Regions from separate parts of the Zea mays genome. Here region 2 is linked to region 1. A link is a contact called in public Hi-C data. All regions are on one chromosome and are shown on one strand. Each heading gives the region's core, a stretch centred on a gene start, on an enhancer-like site or on the middle of the called end of the contact. The rest is flanking DNA. Distances are from core to core; before and after follow the strand shown.

Region 1 (5,133 bases), core at 1,799-4,298:
CAAACATGCATCTGCAAAAACAGCACCAGCATATCTGCAGGAAAAAAAGAGAAGAAAATGACACTATTAGGAAAACAAATTGCATGGTTTGACCTAAACTATACATAAACCTAATATGGTTGTGTACAACAAAGGTTGATGGAGCATTACAGAGCTTTCCTACAGTCCTACACAGACACCACGATATGATGATTTTATAAAACAGAACACAAAGGTTGATGGAGCATTACAGAGCTTTCCTACAGTCCTACACAGACACCACGATATGATGATTTTATAAAACAGAAGAGTACATACAAGCAGAGCACTTAAGCCAATGTAAAGTTACAAAGAAATTCCATACAAGTGTTAGGATCCAAATCCCACCTACCCAGACAGGATCTCACTCATATTGCATTAAATTAGTTAGGAAAGTAAGATACATAATCTTGTACAGATGCTCATGGGCAAGCCTTTCATTTGACATGAATCTTCATTCCAAATAATAGCAATATCTTGTGTGGTATTTGACATGAATGCAATAACAGAAAGCTAACAAAGTACAATGAGCAAGTTTTCATATAAGGACAATGTCTACAAAACTGCAAATGATGTTCATTACAGTTACATAGCTTGGTAGCCACACATCCAATTCTGACAGGAAACTGATGCAATAAACATAGTGACAACAATCAAATGAATACAGAAACAGCCATGAAACAGTAGTTGTAAATTTAGTAAATTCCGGTCCCATGCATTTAACTAGCTTGGAAGCTATAGGCTTAGCATTACCAGACGGTATGTGCACGAGCATGTAATAGGCAATTATGCAGCAGCTAATTTATGCCACGGGCTCATAGAAAATTTAATGAATGGAAGAATCATCCATTGATGCAGCAGCTAATTTATGCCACAAGTAGTTCTTCATAGAAAATCAATGAAGGCAGGAAGCATCTACTGATTGACTGGTTGCAGAGCATAGTAGAAAATACACGGAGTATACCAAAGGACTCATAAACAGACAGGATATGCTATAGTGCAACCAGTAGACATGCTGGCAGTAACAACAGTCCATATGTTCTAGACTTACGCCATGGACAACGTTGCAGAGCCTTTTCCCGCCTTTGCTTCAACCACCTCTGTCCCACCATCTTGTGTCCTCTTGGTGAGGGCCTCAATGTCTTCTTGGGACAATGAATTGCTTGCAGGAGTGGCCTGTATAAAACAGAAATATTGATTTTAGGGTCAAAGTTTATGTTTGAGTTGCTAGCTTCAGAGATACAAGATACATCATAGAATACAGCTAGCATGACAATAGAAATGACTATCACTTGCATAGTATTTTAGTACAACTGTACAAGCAAGGATTATGCTATGTAAAACAATAGCCAAAGATAGCTTTAGAATTCTTATGCACAATTGATAAATAGAAATTATTGCACTAGTATAGACAAACATTCTTTTTGACTCCAGTGGTCCAGTCCACAAAACACAACCTCTTTGCTAATCAGTTTGCATTTGTTGCCAACAATATTAATACACTACTTGATCATCATAAGTCATATTTATTCTAAAAGGTCATTTTTGCCATTGATTATATACATTCTAATTCCAACTTGGTAAACTTTGGAGGGATCATGTATATCATTCTTGCAGGAAGCCTCAGACGTGGTCCAAGGAGACAATACCTGCGAGAAGAGTGGCAGAATAGTAATACCCGCATGGCCTCCGACAACAGGAACATTCACCCCTGCAAAAGGGCACAGCAATAAGTCATGTCAAGGGAGATGAGAAGTTAATTCTGACCCATAATCTCAATGTCTACTGCCAACTAAAACATGATATTATTACCAGTAACTGGCACACCCGCTTTTCCAGCATAAAAAGTTTTAGCACGAACAACATCAAGAGTAGTCACACCAAACAGCTTCTTCTCATCATAAGTACCAGCCTTCTTGAAAACCTCCGCCGCAATCGGGACAGTGGAGTTGACAGGGTTGCTGATCATATTGACAAGAGCCTAAGAAGCATATAATCAACATGATCAGTGTGATGGAAGAAAATAAGCAAAAACAAAATGAAAACGTTCACTGGACATATATAAGGAACGAGAGCGTATATACGCTTAATATCATCTAACATCTCATATGCAAAGCACGTGGATGTTAACATATCTATATGAGCTCTAGAGCAAGTGAGTCCTCTTTACTTCAGGTGGCAATATCAAGGCATTGAGGCTGGCAAGGAGGACGGGGTAAATTCTGTATGTTTTGCGCAAACAGGGCCACTCCATTTCCTATCGGGTAGGTAGGTGTGCCACTTTACTAGTTTACTTCACCAGATCAGCACTGGACGTTAGATCTGCACAAGATCCAATCACCGGCCATTCCAATCGCCAAAAGTAGAATACCAAATCTAGCAACCAGACCTAGATGCCTAAGCTGCAGATCTACAAAGGCACGGGCGCGACGCTTACGTTGGGGCAGTGCTTGGCGATGGCAGTGCAGAGCCCCTTAACGATGCCGGCGTTGATGTTGAAGAGGTCGTCCCTAGTCATGCCGGGCTTCCTGGGCACCCCGGCTGGGATGATGACGACGTCGGAGCCCTCGAGCGCCTCCCCGAGCTGGTCGTCCCCCATGAACCCCTTCACCTGCAGGAGTCGAGCAGAAACCAGTGAGCTCGGATCCAGTCCAGTCCGTCCGAGCCAGGCCAGAGGATGAGAGGAGCGCGCCAAGCGGGGGGTACCAGGGCGGGGGAGTTGATGTGGGAGACGTCGGCCGCGACGCCGGGGGTCCCGGCGATATCATAGAGGGAGAGGGAGGAGACGAGCGGGTTGAGCTTCATGAGGAGGGAGAGCGGCTGCCCGATGCCGCCCGCAGCGCCCAGGATGGCCACCTTCCGCTCCGGGTTGGCCGAGGAGGCGTAGCCGCGGCTGCGGCGGAGGAGCTCGGCCGTGGACTTGAGCAGCGCCGGCCTCATCGCGACGGCGGGGTCGGGTCTCGCTGTGGATTGGTGGGTGAGCGGCGGCGGGCGGCGGCCTGGGCTGCTTTAATAGCGAGGGGTGGATGGGATCTGAGGGAAGTTGCTGGTGGCGCTGGCGGGTTGAGAGAGAAAAAAGGTGAGGGGCTGGCGTGTTGTCTCGACGTCTCCGCCCGTTCGACCGATCCACCGAGGTGATACTGTGTAAGTGCTCAGAGAAAATGACTCATGAAAATAAGTTTTAGGACATCTAAAAATATTAATAGAAGCAGATTTTTAATTTTTTTTCTTCAATAGATCCCTTAAAGTGATATATTATTTCTAGATAGTCCAAAAATACTATTTATAGCTACAAATAAGAGATTTTTAAGTGATATGAAAAAAATAGCACTTTAGGGGACGGTTGGAGAGACGTTTTTGTGTTTTTCTAAAAAAACTTATTTTATGGAAGACTTCTGAGGAGCTCTTAGAGATTCTCTTAGAGGATTAATTTGCACCAGTTTCAACGGTCGTTCTGTGTCATCTTTTTACAAAAAAAATACCTACATTTCTTACAAATCAACTCAACGTAAAATGTTAAAAAGCGATGCAGGAGTTGGGGTTGAACTCACACCTAATGAAAGAAGGGTGAGATACACTGGATGAAGTTGTTTATAACAAGTAGAACATCAGATGTTTAAAATATTAAATATAAATTGTACCGTGTAAGTTACTAGTATATCATTAAACTTTTTTTACTGATAACATTATCATTAAACTTCTTAGATTTAGAATACCCTATTTTATACTGTTTTTTACCGAATGACAACTAATTAACCCACATCTGTTCTGTGCTCTGCTGGGTGCTTGGTTGGCCGAGGTGGAAGGTGTCACTCGCCGACTCGCGCAAGTGCACAACGACTGTGTGTGAGCACGACGGAGCGGCGCGTAACGTCTCGCTCGCGCCGCCGCGGTTCAGCGGTCAAGTTCCCTTCGATTCTGTTGTGCTTCCCTTCTGCATGGAGATGGACTGTCAAACTCACAGCTGGGCTGAGCTGGTTTTTTGTGGGAAATCTACCGTGTCTAGTAGAAATAAATGTTTGTAACGTATGAAGTCGTTTTCTGGAAAAAAAATCACCACAGTTGCCTCACATGATAAGGCCTCTTTAGAACGTGTAATTTCATATGAAAATTCTAAAGAAAATAAACTGATTCCTGAGAAATTCGTACACGATTCCAATCAAGTCTAAAAGAAGACCTTGTGAGCAACGTACTGATTATTCTCTGGGAGCTACTAGCAATGTAAAATTTCATCGACTTCATCTTAAATCAAAATTTTCAGATAGACAACTTTCTTAGACTACTACGACCCAACTAGCTCAAATGTATATATCAATCTATACAGTCGAGAGCCATAACCAGACACCAAACACACGATGATACGAACTATACACTAAGCGCTAGTTTAGATACACTAAGCCCTAAACCTAAAAATACACCTGGAACGTGCACGAAAAAAAAAAGATAGAAGCATTTCTACATTGTACAGCTGACAATAGAACATTATATTAGCACTAAGAGGATTGCCACAACTTCATCTTAAAACAAGGTTTATGAACAAAGACATGTATAAAGTAGCCAGCAAATTCATGGCGACTATTCCAATCCATTTCCACACTCAAAAGTTGCAACAAGTCCAAGGAGAAAAAAATGATCCAGACAATGATAACTCAAGAGAGAGTCCACCCTAGAACAACTTAAATCGTGCAAGGCACAACTCCTGCTCAAGTCCAAGACTCATGATCCTTTCTACTCAATCAGATCATCATCGTCATCAGGAAGAGGTTGTGCAGCTGCTGCAGCAAGCTCAGCTTCATGCCTGAGTAAATGAAAAGTGAATCAGTTCTCGCAACATTTCAAATTGAGGAGACAGATTAAAAGGATAGTAGGACCATAATGATTATAAGTTGGATAAGACAAAAGGTGACACTCACTGCTGCTGCATAGCCATGTCGATGGTAACTTCCGGAGGCTTAAGAGCAACAGCTTCAACAAAGTGAAGGTTCGGATCACTGTTAAAAACAATGACATTGTCAAGAACAAACATAAGAGTGGTGGTAATTGGTTGTGACTACTAAATGCAATGCACAGAAGTAGGGTAGTCAATTACCCAGCCAGCTTCCTTGCAAGGTACAG
Region 2 (4,896 bases), core at 1,581-4,080, 170 kb after region 1:
GCCTGCGCGGGCGCCGGTCCAGCCAGACACGCGGCCGGCCGCGGAGCTCGGGGGACGAACGGTACGCGAACGTGCGGTGCGCGCCTGCGCTGCGTGTGGTGGACTTGCACGCCTTTCTGGAGCGCAATAACACGCACGTGTACGCGATAGACCGTAGACGTACGTAGAATATCTCCTTTCATTCCCTCCGTAGTACTAAGGGCTTGTCTTGATTTCCTTGATAAATTTTAAAGCTCTAGAAAATTTTAAGCATTTTAGCTCGGTTTTGAGGCCTAAGGCTTTAATATTACTTTTTTACATCTCTGATCAAAGTTTTTTTAAAAAATATTTGATTTCCAGTGAGGTTAGAATGTCTCTAATTTTGAGAACGGGGAGTTACATGAGCGCATAATTCAGGGCCATTTCGTTGCTCGCTTTGGTGTAACCCTGTGTGTCAGTGTGTGCCATGAAGTCCTTCGTGGAAGGATTTTCTTTTTTTCCAAGTGGATATTTGGACTCGCTCTGGTGGATGGTTAGTGTAGTGTGTAGGTAACAAAGTAGTGCGGAAAAGGCAGGGTCAAAGTCTCAAAGAGGTGCTACTTTATTCACCAAACCACCTGATCACATCACACTGCATAGATCATACATAGTGGTCAGAGGATGGATATACACAGCCGATCTCATGTTCCTTTCGTCTCACAAGCACGCTACTGACGTGCCCAATCGCAAGCACTGCAAGTTTCCTCCTAGGTAGCCTTTCCGGTGAGTGTGAATCCCGTTACTACAAATATATTCATTGCAGCACAGCGGTCTCTGTTCTGTACTGTAAAAACAATGCATTTTAAGCCGTCGTAGGTCGCGAGAACCGAGAACACGGGCTGACCAAAAGCGACGACACAGAATCCACCGGACACGTAGAACAGAAGTGAAAAAAAGAGGCAGTCGTCAAAACTCAGAAAAGGATGTTAAGAAAGAAGAACCGCGCCGTAGTTTGCTGCAAATACGCGTTCACCTGCTGCTTGATCACGTCATTGACCTGTATCCGCATGAGTTCAACGCACCTGATTTGGACCAATTCACTACATCAGTAAGCGACCCGAGAATGCGTCTCCATCGTTTATTATTAAGCTCTCCGTTAGCCAGTAACCATCCCATGAGCCTCCGACTCTCTACAGCAAGTAACAACAGTCGATTAAACCCACCGGATGGCTGAAAATCACGGCAAGTGAAGTGAAAAGCAAGCTGACAGAGTGACATGTACCTGAACCATTGTGGATTGAAATATTTCTTCCTCCTCTGGCCGGGCTCCTTCTAACCAAACTCTTTGTTTAAACCGGTCCTGCTCAACACGAATAGCGTAAACTTAATACTCAGATAATGGAGGTCATCATGTATGTATGTCCGATTTGCCTTGTTGTACCTCTTCAACCCATAAGCTGCTTAGTGCTTAGTATGTTTCTTCCTTTGTGGCCCAGCAGCGCTCTGTAAGCTGAATGGTGGAACAGACGCCGGAAGCGTTCAAACAGGAACAGTATTGGCGGCAATCAGTAAGTAACACAGTCTGGCTGCCAGTGTAAAGCCAGTAGGAATAGGTTTCAGACCACCTGTCCTAGACCAAACTGTCATCCAAACTAAGTTGACCTTTCGAAGGGGTTCAAAGCCTGCAAACTAGTAGGACCGCACGACTTGTCAGTCTGACCAAAGTTGAGTTCATTTAACACCATACCCAAGGAAATGAACAGTTTTCATGCTTGTATAGTTACCCGGTACATGACCTCTATCCCATAATCTTGCCGGGGCTGGTCATTGTATTTTAAGGACTCAAGCTGGTATTCAACCACTTCTTCTGCGTTAAACTGAACGATAGAGTCATCATAAATGTCGACCAAAATGTTTATGCTCTTTTGCGATTATTTTCAGACAGAACAAAGATATCACATTCAACATGGGACCGAAAGGCTTTCTCTTGCGGGTTTCGAACAACAGCAACTTCCAGTTTTCTCGGTAAAAAAATAGCAACTTCCAGTCAGTATTGCAACCCATCAAGTTCAGGATTAACTTCCAGTCAGTATTGACAACTGAAAGTGAAAAGACAGCAGTCCTATCCGTGGCCCTTTTGCGCTACGCTGGAGAGAAACATTAGGTAGAACAATAACATATGAGTTTATATACTATGACAGTTGCCTGCCCAAATCCCTGAAATTATATTCTATAAAACTGAAGGGGAACCACTAGTCCGTTTGATTTATTGAACCATTTTACCGCTTAATAGACTTAGGACCTGTTTGTTTCAGATTATAATCTCTCCAGATTATATAATCTAGCGCAAATAATCCATTAGGTAAACAAACAACTAGATTATGGATTTAGATTATATAATTTAAAACCTAGATTATGATAATCTCATAATCTCCCCAAGAGTAGCTTATTTGAGATTATTCTGGTAAAAGACCCGCTACCCATGGTTATGTAAATAGAAATTACAATATATGTCATCCTTCTTTTCTCACCTCAAATAAACAAACAAGGGTATTGTGGGCCTGTTTGTTTCAGCTTATAGATTATATAATCTGGATTATAATCTAAATTATATAATCCAGATTATAATCTAGATATATTATAATCTATATATAGTTGTTTGGTAGTTTAGATTATACAAATGTAGATTATTTACAAAGACAACAATACCCTTATTGTTTATTTGAGGTGAGAAAAGAATGATGTCATATATTGTAATTTCTATTTACATTACCATGGGTAGTGAGTCTTTTGCCAAAATAATCTCAAATAAGCTAGTCTTGAGGAGATTATGAGATTATCATAATCTGGAGTTTAGATTATATAATCTGAACCCATAATCTATATGTTTGTTTAACTATTGGATTATTTGCGCTAGATTATATAATCTGGAGAGATTATAATCTAAAACAAACAAGGCCTGTAGTCTTTGTGAATAATCTACATTTGTATAATCTAAACTACCAAACAACTATATGTAGATTATAATATATCTAGATTATAATCTGGATTATATAATTTAGATTATAATCTAGATTATATAATCTATAAGCTGAAACAAACAGACCCTTAGTCACTCATAATATCCTGTCAATACAATGCTCAGTCAGGTACACAAATTTCAGTTGATGTGTGTTCCTGAAAACTTTTTTTTGGCTGAAAACGACCCCCCCTCCTCGAGTTTTATTTCAATCATCATGGACTGTTAGAATCACGGTAATCAATCCAAATGATACTTTCATAGCGTTTTGTTCCATTCTTATGAATATATATATTTACTTTATCGCTGAAAAAAGTGAAGTAGTAGTCACCAAAACGTGTTTGAGAACACACTAGAAACCAAAACCAAAAGCCCCATCAGCTATCCGTGTCTGCCCTGATCACGCAACCTAATCTAACTAGATTCCGTAACGTGTACTCAACCTGGCTGAGACTTCTCACACGCGCAGAGGATGATGCAGCGAGGGACAAGGCAAGTCGAAACGGCAGTACCGAATTGGAAGAGAGGAAGTCCGGCACGTCCGACGGGGCGGCGGAGGCTGAGACCCTGAGGCGCGCCGCGGCGCCGCGGCGACGGGACCGTGGGCCTGGGTGTCTGTTGTCCTCCAGCAGCAGCAGCCGACGCGGGTTGGCGCTGGCCTTGGCGGGAGCGCGATCGGCTTCGTGTTTGCAGCAGCGGACGATGCCATTGTTGCAACTTGAGATGTTTCTGCTTCGTTTCCGCCTCCAATTTATTCAGGACCAGAAGATTCAAGCCGGTGAATTTTCCTCAACGTTTTTGGGCTTGGGCTGAGCCCGGCTCCACGCTTCCGCTAAGTCGTGGTGGCCTTAGGATGATGGAGGCCCAGTAAGGTTGATGGAGGAGGACATAATAATAATCAAACGACCCTCTCGCTTCGCCCTCGCGCTGCTTATCCACTCGCGCTCGCGGAGCAAGCGGTCACCAGCTTGGCCACGCGCTCCTCCGCTCGTCGGCCCCGAAACCTCTCCAAAACCCTGCGGCCGTGGCTCCCAGCGCCATGCGCGCCTCCTCCGCCTCCGCTTCCAGAGATGCCGCTGCTGCCCACTAAGCCCGCACCCGCACTCAATCCGTTCCTCCTCCCACTCGCCTCCCTTGCCTTGCCGCGCGCCCTCCCGCCCATCCGCCTCCACGCAAAGAAGCGCCTACGCGGTCTCAGCTCGGCCGCCGTCTCGGCTGCGGCGTCCACCTCCTCTTCCGCGGACCCGAGCACGGAGCTGCGAGCGCTCTGCTCCCATGGCCAGCTCGCGCAGGCGCTCTGGCTCCTCGAGTCCTCGGCGGAGCCGCCCGACGAGGACGCCTACGTCGCGCTGTTCCGCCTCTGCGAGTGGCGCCGCGCAGTGGAACCGGGGCTGCGCGCGTGCGCGCACGCAGACGACCGGCACGCCTGGTTCGGTCTCCGCCTCGGGAACGCCATGCTCAGCATGCTCGTCAGGTTCGGGGAGACGTGGCACGCGTGGAGGGTGTTTGCCAAAATGCCTGAACGGGATGTCTTCTCCTGGAACGTCATGGTGGGCGGGTACGGGAAGTCCGGTTTGCTGGATGAGGCGCTGGACCTGTACCACAGGATGATGTGGGCAGGTGTGAGACCGGACGTGTACACGTTCCCCTGTGTTCTGCGGAGCTGTGGGGGCGTCCCAGACTGGAGGATGGGGAGGGAGGTGCATGCACATGTTCTTCGGTTTGGGTTTGGGGAGGAGGTCGATGTCCTGAATGCACTCATGACCATGTACGCCAAATGTGGGGACGTTATGGCTGCACGGAAGGTGTTTGACAGTATGACCGTCATGGATTGTATCTCATGGAATGCGATGATTGCTGGGCATTTTGAGAATGGTGAATGCAATGCAGGGTTGGAGTTGTTTCTTACCATGCTACAT

What was found. Hi-C and Micro-C count contacts between places; a contact is called where the count stands out from the background.
Region 2: a contact with region 1 is called in a Hi-C map of ear, with 5 times the contacts expected there. The contact joins the promoter of LOC103630763 here to the promoter of LOC100274264 in region 1. A contact is called at or near these places in 13 of 25 Hi-C or Micro-C datasets (bundle sheath, ear, endosperm and 5 more).

The regions. Positions count from the first base shown.
Region 1 is chr6:177,101,800-177,106,932 of Zm-B73-REFERENCE-NAM-5.0, forward strand. It overlaps LOC100274264 (malate dehydrogenase 2), which reads right to left and starts at 3,049. Exons shown (of 7, transcript NM_001148628.2): 1 at 2,725-3,049; 2 at 2,456-2,629; 3 at 1,831-1,999; 4 at 1,668-1,729; 5 at 1,070-1,194; 6 at 1-34. The coding sequence starts at 2,958. LOC100193260 (GTP-binding nuclear protein Ran-A1) reads right to left here. Exons shown (of 8, transcript NM_001138409.1): 6 at 5,108-5,133; 7 at 4,932-5,009; 8 at 4,483-4,816. The coding sequence ends at 4,747.
Region 2 is chr6:177,274,816-177,279,711 of Zm-B73-REFERENCE-NAM-5.0, forward strand. LOC103630763 (pentatricopeptide repeat-containing protein At1g15510, chloroplastic) reads left to right here and starts at 2,831. Exons shown (of 2, transcript XM_008651828.3): 1 at 2,831-4,896. The coding sequence starts at 4,048. It overlaps LOC103630762 (3-ketoacyl-CoA synthase 11), which reads right to left and starts at 306. Exons shown (of 1, transcript XM_008651826.4): 1 at 1-306.